Regions from separate parts of the Gossypium hirsutum genome. Here region 2 is linked to region 1. The links are chromatin contacts, called in public Hi-C maps. All regions are on one chromosome and are shown on one strand. Each heading gives the region's core, a stretch centred on a gene start, on an enhancer-like site or on the middle of the called end of the contact. The rest is flanking DNA. Distances are from core to core; before and after follow the strand shown. Region 1 holds the start of LOC107957434 (probable galacturonosyltransferase-like 1). Region 2 holds the start of LOC107913110 (BEL1-like homeodomain protein 4).

What was found. Hi-C and Micro-C count contacts between places; a contact is called where the count stands out from the background.
Region 2: a Hi-C map of leaf shows a contact between it and region 1, with 1.9 times the contacts expected there. The contact joins the promoter of LOC107913110 here to the promoter of LOC107957434 in region 1. A contact is called at or near these places in 2 of 34 Hi-C or Micro-C datasets (anther and leaf).

Annotation. Positions count from the first base shown.
Region 1 is chrD11:23,142,534-23,150,043 of Gossypium_hirsutum_v2.1, forward strand. LOC107957434 (probable galacturonosyltransferase-like 1) reads left to right here and starts at 3,782. Exons shown (of 2, transcript XM_041106521.1): 1 at 3,782-5,031; 2 at 5,165-5,390. The coding sequence starts at 3,969. The coding sequence ends at 5,024.
Region 2 is chrD11:23,320,834-23,328,343 of Gossypium_hirsutum_v2.1, forward strand. It overlaps LOC107913110 (BEL1-like homeodomain protein 4), which reads left to right and starts at 2,536. Exons shown (of 4, transcript XM_016841569.2): 1 at 2,536-4,809; 2 at 5,735-6,120; 3 at 6,789-6,849. The coding sequence starts at 3,430.

The sequences.
Region 1 (7,510 bases), core at 2,532-5,031:
AACATTAGCAAATTAGTGTTATAATCAATTTCCAAATGAATTAGCCATGTCCCTCACTTTAAAATCACCATCGGAATAAGTTTTTTTTTTTTTTTGCCATAACTGATTTCTCCAAAGCTTTCTTTCTTTGTTGTTTTATATCTTCCCTCTTATTGTTTCTTGAGTTTTTGGTCAATCAGGAGCAAAGCTAGAGGGGACAGGCATTGCTCCAAAATGAAAAATCACCCCTTTAGTACCTTTAGAAATTGCAAATTTTAAGTTAATTCAATAGTAAAAGTGTATTTGGCCCCTCCTAAAATTTAAAGTTCAATTATGGCTTCTCCAAAAATAAAAAGCTCATAGTTTAGTCCTTTGAAAATTTATAAAATTTTACATTAACAATAATAAAATTACATTTTTAGTTCTCTAAAAGTTTATATTTCAAATTCAATCCCTCCAAAAAAAACATTCTTGCTTCAGCCTGCGGTCAGCTATAGTTTTCTATCATTCTCGCTCCCCTTATCAAAATAAATTAACAAAATAAAACCTAACTATAAACAACAATGAATAAACCCTTTTTAACTTCTATTCCCTCTTTTAAGTTTCATGTTCAAATTCAGGAATATTAATTTCATCAATTTTTTTAGGGTAAAAAATAGGCAGTCATTCAACTATTCAAAATTTTCATTTTAGGCACTCAAAATAAAAAGTGTGCAATTTAAGCACCAACGTTACATAGTTCAGTCATTTTGATCACTCTTATTAAAATCACAAACGGCAAGTTGACGCAGCAGTTAAAAAAATTGGTATAATAACAAATTTAGCCTAAACTTTTACATATAATATCAAATTCATCATAATTTTAAAAAAACTAACCCTCAAAATTTATAAATAATTTTAAATTGATCCTAATTTTAAAAACATTAAAGAAATATATAAAAATACATAAAGAAAATTTTAAATTTTATATTAATATTTAAATTCATATTAAATAAATATAATTATATTAATATTAAATAAAATAAAAATCCCTAACCGCGGTCCCCATCCTCGCTTCCCCCACCACCGTCGCTCCATTTACTATTTTTTGGATAATTCAACCCAAATTGCAGTGTTAACAACTTAAAAGAAGTAAAGCAAGAAAGTTGGGTTAGATTCCAAAAGGCCGATCAACTCAAGTTTAGAATTTTCATGTATTTTTTATTTTTTAAAAAATATTTATGTATTTTTATATATATATATTGAATTTTTTAGATACAAAATTAATTTGAGATTAGTTTTAAATTTTGAGGGTTATTTTTTTAAAAAATATGATTAAATTGATATAATATGTAAAAGTTAAGGGTTAAATTTGTTATTATATTGATTTTTTAACTGTCACGTTAGGTTGACGTTTGTGGTTTTAACGGGAGTAATCAAAATGACCAAACTATATAACTTTGATGCTTGAATTGTAAATTCTTTATTTTGAGTGTTTAAAATAAAACTTTTTTTATAGTTGAATGATTCTATGTGTAATTTATTTATTTATTTATTATGGTTGTTTCTATATATATATAGAGAGGGGGGAGGGACGGTTGAAGTTCCACCTATGAAATGAGAATATTTAACATGATCTCAAGTAGCTAAAATTTATAAATATAATCAAATGAGACAGAAATGCTGAAGTTTATGATATTAACTAGCTAGAAAAGTCAAAATATAGAAAACAAAAAGGTTGAAAAAAGTATTTAAAAATATAGAACTTGAACTTTGTAGATAGAAACCTGCGTATTGGCACTCGTTAATGTTATTTAAATACAAATTATGTGCCGGTAAAATATATGAAAATATTATACCAAACCTAACTTTACGAAGACAAATCTTAGTTTGAGAGTTGAGAGTGAGTGAAACTATGGGGATTGCCGCTTGAAGCTGACCCCTTTTACTCCTTTTTCAACTATCATCTTCACATTGTGGGGCTAAACCGTGTGGCTTAGGTCGAAACATTTGATTCCATATTTAACGATTTAGTCGTAATTTCTTTATTTATTTTAAAGAAAAAAAAAAGTAAGATTCGAAACTTAATTTTCAAAATAAAGGGGTGAGAGATGGCAGTGCCGACAGCAGAAGGTTGTCAATGTCGGTTGAAAAGGGTAGCATGATTGCATGAGGTTCAACTTTTTTTTTTTCCTTTTTATATCAAAGATCCAGAGAGGAAATTCGAAGGGGATCTAATCAAAGAAAATAAAGAAGAGGGGTGTTTAATTAAGAAGGCTGGGGTCATCGTGTAGAGAGAAATAGGGGGGTTTGTCATGTGTATAGCACATGCAAAGCTTTGCCTTCGGTTTATATATTAATTGCTTCGTGTAAACTCTATTAATGAAAGAGGGAACCATGCATGTCCCACTCACATCCTTTTGTTTTAATAACTAAGGGCAACTAACTTATTTGAGTACAATGGAATTCGAAAGTAGCTACCCATATACTGTGTTATCTTCCTTTTCATGTTAATCTTGTAAGCGTATAATATAAATTAAGACCAATTAGGTAAGAAGCTTTATGTTGGCCAAGAAAATCAAGTTACAAGTTTTGTATAACTCATTTTATCTCTAAATTGCAATTATACTTTAAAAATATCAAAGATGTATGAAATAATAGAAAATAATAATCAACACTTGGAAAGACTTATTGGATTCTTGCGAATATGACAAACGATGGCTTTTATAACATTATATTATGTGATACAAGAAAAAGGGAGATATTATTATGGAACATGGTGAATATGGGCATGTAATTTTCAAAAAAGAATAAAATAGAAGTGGACGGTTTTAGTAATTATGGAAGGCTGGAGCCCTGGTTAGGTCACATATTCGTGATACAACACAAGAAGTTAGATAAGGTGAGAGTGAGAGGGAAGGCAAAATGTCTAGTTAAGAGAAGCATTTCCCACCAATTTCTTGGTTTCCATGTCCCTATCTCCTAACAAAAGTGAACTTCCGTTTTGTCTTTAATGATTACCTATGACTTGCTTAGGTGGCACTCTATGGACCCACATATTGCAGCCACCTGGACTGGGACGACGTTGCCTTGATAATATTATTTAGCTTTACTGCATTTTTAACTTTAGGACACCGGTAAGCTTCTGCATTTAATTTTTCACGGAATATGTGGATCAAATTAGAGACCAAAAGAATAAAATAATACTATTTTTAATGTTTTTTTTTTTGGTTACGCTGAACATGCAAATCCTTAGATTGAAGGCAAAAACTCTTGTGCTAGGGCTTTCCTAGACGTGGATGGCTCAACTAGATCGTTGATAATACGTCATTGTAAATTCAAGTTAACTACAATCCGCCCTTTTTGTCTATTTTTTTTTATATGGTGAAAAAGAATGAAAACCAAGAAAATTGGAGAAAGAATGTTTACATAATGGGTTCTAGATACAGTAAAAAGGCTAGTTTTAACGTATTTTCTTTCCCAACCTTACCATGTTTAATTAGCAAATCTTGAATGAAAGACATTCCATATCTTACCATAAAACGGAAACTATGTCGTAATGACCTGATTTGCTACCATATTTGTACTCATTAAACCCTATTACCATATAAATCACCAACTGACTTGACTGCAATTTTGTAATTATGTCAATCAATACAAGGAGCATTAAAGAAGAAGGTAAATATATGGTTTTAATTAATTTAATAGATTCATATGATTATTTTTAAGATTTAAAATTTAAATATATGTTGCTTCATTTTCAATATGCGATCTTTTTCTTTATAAAAAGGGAAAACATTTTGCAACAAGCAAATGTGAAGCCAAAGACTTGAGAGTTTGAGTTGTTTCAAAAACCTTTTACTTTGGGTGGCTGCAGCACCCCTTTTTTGGCACCGTGGGAACCAAGGATCCGTCCCCGCCCCCACTCTTAAAAGGGTTAATAAACGTAGTCTAAACACTTTATAGCCCTTTCTTAATTTCCGATATCCTCTTGGATTCCCTCCAACAAAATGCCTGAACCACATGGTCACCTCCACCGACACCACCTTCTTCTCCTCCTCTTCCTCCTCATCACTGCCACCAATTCTGCCCCTGCCTCCGCCACTACCACTAATTATCAAATATTCAAAGAAGCTCCACAGTTTTACAACTCTCCCGCTTGCCCTTCCTTGGACACCAATGAAATGTGCTCCCACCAAGCTGTCCATGTTGCAATGACCCTAGACGCTGCCTACTTACGTGGGTCAATGGCTGCCATTCTCTCCGTCCTCCAGCACTCTTCTTGCCCTCAAAACATCCGCTTCCACTTCATCCCCTCCTCCACAGCCAACCACCAACACCTCCGCCTCACTATCTCCCGCTCTTTCCCTTCCCTCAAGTTCCAAATCTACCCATACGACTCCTCCAAGGTGTCGGGACTCATTTCCACCTCCATCCGCTCGGCGCTTGACTGCCCTCTAAACTATGCCCGCAACTACCTCGCCAACCTCCTCCCACCGTGTCTCAGCCGAGTCGTTTACTTAGACTCAGACCTCGTCCTCGTCGACGACATTGCTAAACTCGCCGCGACGCCGCTCGGAGACCGCTCGGTTTTAGCTGCACCGGAGTATTGCAACGCCAACTTCACTTCCTACTTCACCCCAACCTTCTGGTCAAACCCAACGTTATCTCTAACATTTGCCGGACGCAAAGCCTGTTATTTCAACACTGGGGTAATGGTGATAGATTTGCAAAGATGGCGACAAGGAGATTACACTACCAAGATTATAGAATGGATGGAGCTTCAAAAGAGAATGAGGATCTATGAGTTAGGGTCTTTGCCACCGTTTTTACTCGTCTTTGCAGGGAATATAGCTCCAGTTGATCATCGATGGAACCAACATGGCCTCGGAGGAGATAACTATAGAGGATTGTGTAGAAATTTGCATCCTGGTCCAGTTAGCTTACTGCATTGGAGTGGGAAAGGGAAGCCATGGGTGAGATTAGATGCAAACAGACCTTGTCCTTTGGATGCTTTATGGGCTCCGTATGATCTGCTGCAAACACCATTTGCCTTGGAGTCCTAAAATTTTGGTATCTTAATTATTTTTATATATGATTACTCTATGTTTTCATATCTAGGCCTGAGATTTTTAGTTGGATGAGGCCATAGAACATACACACAACATAGATTTGAGTGTAAAATTAAGATGTTTCTCTCTTGCAGATGGTGGCAAATGTTGGGGGGGGGGGAGGTGTTCAATGTTCATAGATTATACAACAGAGCTTTAACAATCTTACTACATTAATCTACTTTTTGTTTTCTTTTCCATCTATGTAATTGAAAACAGTATATATAACAACTACAGCTATAGATCAAGAAGAATAAATTGGTTTCAAATTTTATGTTCATCTTCTCTTTTTAATTTCAATTGCTGCTTGATTGTTAAAGTGATGAGGTTGTTGAAGACAATATACATGTTCAGTAATTGGTTTCCATTTTCTAACAGTGCCCAGTTTGTTTACTACCTATATAATTCTTGCAGTTTCTAAATTTGAAGAGGAAGCTTTATCATGGGATACATGGTAATGGGTACAAATAATTTACTATTCTAACTTTTATTATTTATGGTTCTTTATTTTCTAATTTCCCTCCTTTACTTTTGGGGGTTGTTACTGTCCTGCCAAAGCTAGACATGTACCTTTCATACTTTGACTAAATTCTTGAGATTGATATTTGATGGACCAGCTAGCTTTACTTTTCCCATTTAATTACATTTTCTTTATTCTTTTTAAATAATCTCTATTTGTACTTATAATCTCTATATCCTTGAATATATATATATCAGTAAATCTAGCTATTCCAATAGTAAAATTGCTTAAGGTTTTCACAATCAAATCTATCAGTTCAATTAGGTTTTTAGCATAGTTTAATCAATTGCAGTTCAATTGTTCTAAAATTTTTCTTTGGACTAATATCTTGGTGGATTCGTTGGTATGAACCATTCTATTAAATAAATTATTTAAAATTCATTAGATCAATATCTATCAATTCAATTAAGTTTTTAGTTCAATTCAACTAATTTATATTAGTTTGCAGTTCAATTAAATAAATTTCACGAAAATAATAATGATGTTTTCATTTATTATTTTATAAAATTTTAAATATAATTAATAGGACACATGTTATCATCTATTTTGTTTAAGCGGTAGTTAAGAGTGAAAAACTTGTTGACTCAATTCAAAATCGCTAAAAATCAATTCAATCGATTTCTTTTAAAGCTGGAATTGAACCAATCCATGAAAAATTTTGAATAAATCAAACTCATTTTTATTAGTCGATTTTTTCAGTTAATCAACATTTACAATTAAAATAGCAAACTTTCAAGTTCCATATTCAATTACGAGTGAGTTGAATTTGATCAATTTCTTTTAAAAAAAACAAATTAAGTATCATGATTTGGTTTGAGTTAAGTTTCAATTTTTTTCATACTAATTTTGAGTTTTGAGTTTTTGAACTTATTTTAACAAAATAAGCTTTATTTTATAACCTTTAGACATTTTTCGATAAAATTACAAAACTTTTTTCATAAATATTTCTAAAAAATTATGTTTGAAGTAAGTAAAGTATGATATTTGTTTGAAAATATCTTTATATATAATTTTTTAAGTTATTTTTACTATTCCAAATATGAGATATTTATTTTTATATTATAAAATATTTGATTAATTATAAATGAAATAAAAAATAAAATTTGGTTGGTTAAAATAACTATAGTTTTTTAATTTTGTATTCTAATATCAATTTAAATTTATTTTCATTTTCTAAAATTTTCTTACTCAAGCTTACTTTTAAAAGTTGTTTTATTGAACCTATTTTCAAATACTTATATAAATTTAATTTTGTTGAGGCGAGTTGAGTCTGAAATCCTTAATAGAATGTATTATTCCACTTGAAAATTTTGTATCTCACATTCTGAAAAGAATTCAAAAGGTTAATGAAATTAAAGAATATCTCAATTAATATAAATATGATGTATAAATTCATAAGAAAAATGTCAATATTATTAGAAATATTAATTATAGGGTTAGCATAGTTGATGGGAGTTGACCTTTTTCGCATATTCCTAGGCCGTAAATTAGGATAATTTGTGAGCAAAATTTATGGGTCCCCGTCATATGTATATATGTGAGGTTGTTTATAATCGTCATTTATATATCAATTTGACATTAATCACATTGAAGGTTAATAATGTAACGACTTATTTTTGTCCGGGCTCAAAATTAAATAAATAAAACTCAAAATAAAAAAATAAATAGTCCATAGTCCAAAAAAGTTACAAGCCTAAATGCCCAATAATAAAAAAACTCTAGAGGCCCGATTGGCCCACAACTTAAACATTTCAGTAAAAAACCCTAACTCCCTAGCCCTAGGTGCACCGCACCTAGGTACACTCTCAGCTGCCGCCGCATGCACACCAGGCTCCTCACACACATCACCACCGCTGCACCCCATCACCATGCTCGTCTGACACCTGCAAAAAAATTGAATGCAACAACAAAAAAAGAAACA
Region 2 (7,510 bases), core at 1,286-3,785, 180 kb after region 1:
TTCTAAGATTGTAAAGGAGCCTATTTATAGGCTAAATTAGTAAGTCAAATAAACTATACTAATAAATGCTAAATATATTATACTAATAAATACTAAATCTTCTAGAAAGAAAATATATTTTTGTTTAACTTGACTTGCAAGCAATCTCTTAGAATTTGGGTCACACAATTCTAACACCGTTATTCAACCAAAATATTTCCTTCTTATTAGGGTCTATTTGTTTCAATAAAAATGACTTCTGAAAAATGACTTACTTTCTTGGAATAGTTAATATTTTTTGGTGTCTGGGTAAATCTATGTAAAATATTTTCTATTGTTTGACAGGTTTCTTAAAAATATTTCATAAAAGCTATTTTCAATGAAATAAATATACATTTGAGATTTTCTTATCTTTTTATTGTTTAATTCAATTTATCTTATATGTATAAATTTATATTTTACATTGACTTTGCATATATTAAAAATATTTTGTTAAATTCAGGTTCATTATAATGTCATTTTTTAGTTACATGACTATCAAGTAAGTTTTTTTTTTATTAAACAATGTGACATCAACAAAATTGATAAAAAAAATAACAATATCAACAATTAAACTTGATTTTCAAATTGAAAAGTGGAGGGACTAAATTCTTGAAATAATAATACAGACACTAAATTACAAATTTGTGAAGAGTACATAGACTTATGACATATTTTAAAATTTATACTAAAAAATATTTATTATTAATATATTTATAATTATAATAAATATTTATTATTAAAATATTAATATTGAATATTTTCAATAATGTGTGAAGAATATTATTGAAAATTATTATTTTTAAAATTTATTATTAAAATAAAATTGAAATATTAAATAATTTATTAAAATAATAAATATTTTTAATATTAAAATAACATTCAGTAATTAGGCATATTCAATCAAGTAACATCTAAGAAAAAGTATTGCTAAAAAATGAATATTTTTAGCATTAATGTGTTAGAATTATATAAAAAAATGTAGAATTAAAGTCATGGTTATTTGAAGAGGTGATATCAAATCATATTCGAATAATAATGGTATCAAATTAATTTTTTTTTAAATTTTCTATAAGTTTATAGAGTGTGAAACAAGCGCTCCTAAAACCTTTTTTTTATCTTTTTTGTTATTTGTTTGGTATAAGTAAAAAATATTTTGTGAGTTTTCTTTGAAAAGAAAATCAAATGTAATCAATTATTTTCAATTACTTTTATTAAATATTTTTATTGATTTAGTTTAAATTTATTTCTTATTTATCATGAACTATTATTAAAATTGATGCAGAATATTTTATTTTTTTAAAGTTAACATTATATTTTCTTATATGAATTAAAATTTATGATTATCATTGATAAATAACAATAATTAAAAATAAAGGTATACATTTTTAGAAAGTAATGTAAATTAAACCTAGGAGGTGAAGATAAAAAGTTAATTATTGTTAAACAATTATTGTCTCCAGCTCCCGTTTCTCTTATTTTCACTCTTTGGGTAATCATTGCCCGCACGTGTAGACCAAGAAAACTAATAAATTAAGTATATTGTCAAATCTTAGCTAAAACACTAATATAAGCTTTGTTTAGAAATACAACTATTATTAGTTAAATAGCATTTTCAGATGATGGAAAATCTCTTGGTAATTATATATGTAGACAAAGTTTGAGGGAACATGGTACATTAAATTAAGGTACCATTCAGTGTTTTGTCCCTGTTATATATAATGTAAGTGTTATAATATATAGTTTTGAGATGAAATATGAAAACAAAAGTGAATTTGGTAAGTAATCAATAATATTAATTAATCTCTATCCCAAACAGATATTTGATTACAAATATAGAGGTTTGGTTTTTGTATTAACGGATATGTTAGATACGAGAAAAAGGAAAGTGAAGGCATATTACAAATTTAATGGAGCTGATGATTTTTTAAAGAAAAGGGGAAACATAAGTTGAAAGATAAAAGACATAAGAAAAAGATTAATGAAACATGTCCATCTTGACATTGCCAAACCAGAAAGCAGTTAAGTGTGCTTTTCAGACCTTACAACCCCCTATATAAAACCTAACTTGTCTTCATCCCCAGCCTTTGGCACGTGCCCCTCTATCTTATTTTTTATTAAACATCTTTGATGATATTAAAATTTTTCATAATAAAAAAAATATGGCTTTATTTCTGTTATTAAATGCAAAATAAAAAAGTCCCGAAATGATATTTTTACCCTTACCAACTATTGCTGTTGATGAATATAAAACAAGCAACTGGGGCAGTTTAGTCATTTAAACATATGCAATGATGGTGGTAGTTTGGATGATTGAGATGACTTTGTACTGACCTTATCTTTATTTTATTCCGTAACTTGCGTGTCTATTAAAATTACAGTAATAGCCGACTTTCTACCCAAATTATTCGGGTTTTTTCATTTTATTTTTCTCCGCAATCTAAATTTTGTAGTTAAGGTTATTTTTGTAAATTGAAAATATATCTAACAAATTAAAACTCAAGTCTTGATTATGAATTTAAAGAAAAATAGAATAGGAAATAAAAATAATAATTAGTATAAAAAATATTGGCAGCGTGAAAAGTGGTGAAGGAGAAAAGAATAGCGACCACTTTTTTGTTTCTTATTTTCTCTCACCTCTCTGTCTTTGGGGAGGCTAAGGTTATCTCTATATGTTTTGTTGTGAAAGTGAATTATCTGTTTTTCTCAGATCACCCTCCATTTTCATTCCTTTCTCACTTCTTTTCTTTTCTCCCCTTATATTCATATAGTTTCACCATGGGAATATTCAAGGGGTGAAAAATAATATATAGTCACTACTGCAAGGAAGGAAAAGGAGAGAAAGAGAAAGAAAGAGACGACAGACGGAGGACTGCACACATACACAGTGAGAAAGGAAATGAAAGGAAATGAAAAGAAAGGAGGGAGGGAATTGAAGAAGCTTTCAATAATAACACACAGAAGGGATATGTCTAGCTATAAGAGCTTTATATCCTTTCATATGTTGCTGCAACTCTAACAAGGTCTGCCTATATATACACACACACTCTCTCTCTCTCTCTCTCTCTCTCTCTCTCATATATAGCTGAAAATGATCAAAAGGGTTACAACAACATCCAAAACATAATCAACATAGACTTGTTTCATCCCTTACACCATTTCTTTTTCTTTTTTTCCTTCACTTAACTGAGAGAATTTGATCCTTTCTGTTCCTTTCTGTTCCTATCTTTCCTTTTTCTTTTTTCCTTTTTGTTTGATGAGAGAGATTTTTTTTTTTTGTGATGGGTGTTATTTGTTTCTCTATGTGGGTTACCGATTCATAATTGAAACAGCAAGAAGGTGAAGGAATTTGATAGACGGAGAGAGGTAAATAAAGAAAAAGGATCTGATGATGAAGAAGACGATGCTGATATGGGAATAGCAACGCCACCACTCGTCGCATCAATTCTTTCTCAAGAATCTCAACCCTCCAAAAAAATTCACCATCAAATCCCAATTCAACACAAGAGCAACAATTCTACTAATTCTATGTCCCAAGATTACCATCAAGCAGCTGGCATCTTCAGCTTCTCGAATGGGTTCGAGAGATCAGCCGTAAGCCACCAAGAACACCAACAGCAGCAGCAACAGCACTTAGAACAGCAGATCCGGAGAGATAAACTAAGAGTTCAAGGCTTTGAGCCGCCACCTCCACCATTAGTAGGGATAGAAGAGGAAGAATCAACTTCTCTTCCTGTTTATGAAACCGCAGGTATGTTATCCGAAATGTTCAATTTCCCTTCGGGTGCGGCTGCTGCCGCTGCCGCCGCCACTGCCTCGACCGAGTTACTAGACCAGCATGTACAGCCGAATTATCGAGCACACCGGCCAGCCCCAGGTAATACCAACGAGTGGTATAGCAACAGGCAAGGTGCTGTTGGGGGTTTGGGACAGTTAGGTGAATCGAAGAGTCACATTACCCGTGACAGTTTAGCTCAGCAGCAGCAGCAGCTACCAAGCATTAATGCCGACTCAGCAGCTGCCATGCATCTTTTCTTGATGAATCCGCAGCAACGATCACCATCTCCTCCTCCACCTCCTCCAGCAACTTCTTCTAATACTCTTCACATGTTGCTTCCAAATCCATCTACTTCTCTTCAAGGGTTTAACGTATCAGGTCCTGGAGGGGGTTTCGGCACAAGTACTGTTCTATCTCCACCTCAATTTACTTGGGTTCCTGGTAGTGCTCATGAAGGAGGCAACAACACTGATTCCCAACTCAGCAGCCTAAATGAAATTGGAAGTGTTGTGGAAGGCCAAGGTCTTTCACTATCTTTATCATCTTCTTTGCAACACTTGGAGGCTGCTAAAGCTGAAGAATTAGGGATGGGAGACGGGGGTTTACTGTACTATAATCAAGGAGGGGGTTCCGCTGCTCAGTTTCATCAGTACAGGAATTTGGGTAGTCATCATCATCAGACAATGCATCTGCAAGGCGGAGTGGGACAAAACCAACAGGTTCATCATGTTGGGTTCGGATCCTCATTAGGAATGGTCAATGTATTAAGAAATTCAAAGTACGTTAAAGCAGCTCAAGAATTGTTGGAAGAATTCTGCAGTGTTGGAAGAGGCCAGTTCAAGAAGAACAAGTTCGGTAGAAACAACACAAACCCTAGTTCTGATCCTGGTAGTAGCGGCGGTGCAGGTGGTGGTGGTTCTTCTTCATCAACAAAGGATCTCCCTCCTTTATCAGCAGCTGATAGAATTGAACACCAAAGAAGGAAGGTCAAACTGTTATCCATGCTTGATGAGGCATGTAATCTCTTTCTCTATTCCCCTATTTTCTCTTTCATAGTTCCACTCTCTTCTTCAAGTGACTAAGACCCAATCTTTTTTTTTAATTGTCTGCCGATCATTTATTTGAATACCTCCATTAATTTTCAAATCAAACATCAGTACCACAGCACAGTAACGAATAAGAATATTTTAAACAAAAAAAAACCCCAGATAGAGCAAAGCCGGCTGGTGCAATAGGGTTCTACAGGATCTAGTTGGTAGAGTTTGATTATCCTTTTCACTTTGTCTTTTTTTTTATTGGATTGGTGGGTGTGTTTAAGTACTCAACCTGGTTTGGTGGAAGACATGAGAGATTACTATTAAGGGTATGCACTCAATCGTGAAGCGACGTCCCTTCTGATTTGGAAGGTGACCATTAGCCCACCATATTACGTATCAAAATCATTGAAGCCACTGCTACCCGAGAGATCCATACCCATCATAGCAATATTTCAGGGAAAGCCATATATATATATAATAACCTGGTTGACTCTGGGAAAGGCGTTGTGCTTTCATTTTCCACTCTTTTTCCATACTGTAATTTTTTCCCCCTTATATTGCTCTTTCGCCTATTTGTTCTTGTTTGCGCTCACCGGCCAGTCAATTGAGTATAGGAAAAGAAGGGAAAAAACACACACAAAAGGATATCTTAGTTCCCAGTTCTCACTTGCCATTAAAATTATTTAACTGTACCAAGCTTTGATTAAGGCATTTATTATTTGGGGCGGGAGGGGGGGTTTCCTTAACAGCAAATAAGTCTTGTCAAATGCTTTATTATTTTTACTATTATTATATAACATGGTTGTGTCAATAAAATCAGATGATCTACTTTTAATGTTTTTATCGTAAACAATGACTAACAACGACACTGAACATATGGTGTAATTTATGGTTTTGGCAGGTGGAGAGGAGATACAACCATTACTGTGAACAAATGCAAATGGTAGTGAACTCATTCGATCTGGTGATGGGGTTTGGGGCAGCAGTGCCATATACCGCCCTTGCTCAGAAGGCGATGTCAAGGCATTTCAGGTGTTTGAAAGACGCGATATCAGCACAACTGAAACACAGCTGTGAGATGCTGGGGGAGAAAGATGGAGCAGGGAGCTCAGGCATAACGAAAGGAGAGACGCCGAGGCTGAGGATGTTAGAGCAAAGCTTAAGACAGCAAAGAGCGTTCAACCAAATGGGTATGATGGAACAGGAAGCTTGGAGACCCCAAAGGGGCCTGCCTGAACGTTCAGTCAACATTTTGAGAGCCTGGCTTTTCGAACATTTTCTCCATCCGTACGTTGCCTTGCCTTTACCTCTTAATCTAACCCTACTCTAACACTAGTAGAATCTTCTTCTTCTTCTTCATAATTAAGTATATGACATAATGGCACTTTATTATTAGCTCACACAAAATCCAACTCTTCTTTACCCATTGTCATGCTTTCTGATTAGTGCGTGGAAAAAAGAGCAATGCAGTGTCCTTAGATGTTGTCTTGTCAGCCAAAAAGATGTTAAAAGACCTTTATTTCCCTCTCTACTTTAATTTTGTCAATCACAGACCCAGACCCATAAATTAGTTGCTAAAAAACAACTTTTAATAAAGCATCATAATTTAACGAAAGACACCCTCTCTCTCTCTCTCTCTCTCTCTCTCTCTCATGGGCATAAACCCAAACAAACAAAAGATATTCTTTTTCTTTTGTTTTTGGCTAAAAATGAAATAGTGATATGCACGAAAATGGTGAGAGAGTTGAAACAAGTTGTCCCCTTCGTTACTTCTGCAAAACTGCTGCAGCTGCTGCTGCTGATGATATGATATTTCTTCTTTAGATTCTCACGCCCGTGCAGGGACATAAAGAAAGGCTCAATACCACCCTAGGTTAGGGGGTAGATAAACATGGGAGGCTCTTTACACGGTTTTGGGCAATGACTCTGATGTCATTTTCTGGTCTCTATCTCAGGTACCCAAGCGATGCAGATAAGCATCTGTTGGCTCGACAGACTGGTTTATCGAGAAATCAGGTATGTCTTAGTCCTTTCTTTCACTCTAAAAGAAAAATACTGAATTCAGTTCAAGTTATATGTATATATCGTAGATATTTACAGCTTTCATATGATTGTTGGGACCGATAAGATGAAGATGGAAAGCAAACCCCTTAGGAAAGAACCATCAGTAAGCTCAGAAGAACTTGCATGGATTTGGATTATATTTTCAATCACTATTTTGAGAGAGATAATTTCTCTTTATTTTAAGATTCTTTAGCCCGGGACATAGATTCTGATTTCTGAATAAAAGACACAAATACTGAAACTTAGCAGATTATATTCAAGGGCAGGGACAAAGTACACCAAGAAATGAGACATCAAAGTTTGCAGCTTTAATTCTCTCTCTCTCTCTCTCTCTCTCTCTCTCTCTCTCTTTCTTACCTTTTCTCTCTCTCTCATATCAAATACACTCAGGATGACATCCTTCAGCCTCCAAACACACGATAAACATTTTCTCTACTTCAAAGTAACAGTAGTAAACATTTTTTTTACTCCACCATTAGTAGTCGCTTTTTGGTATCTGTTAAGAGTGTTGTTTAAGTTTAATTAATGGGTTAATTAATTAGGTTGCTTTGTATTTCTTTCTTAATTTGCATGCATGAAAGCCAAAATGGGTAAACGTGTGGCTGCAAAGTAT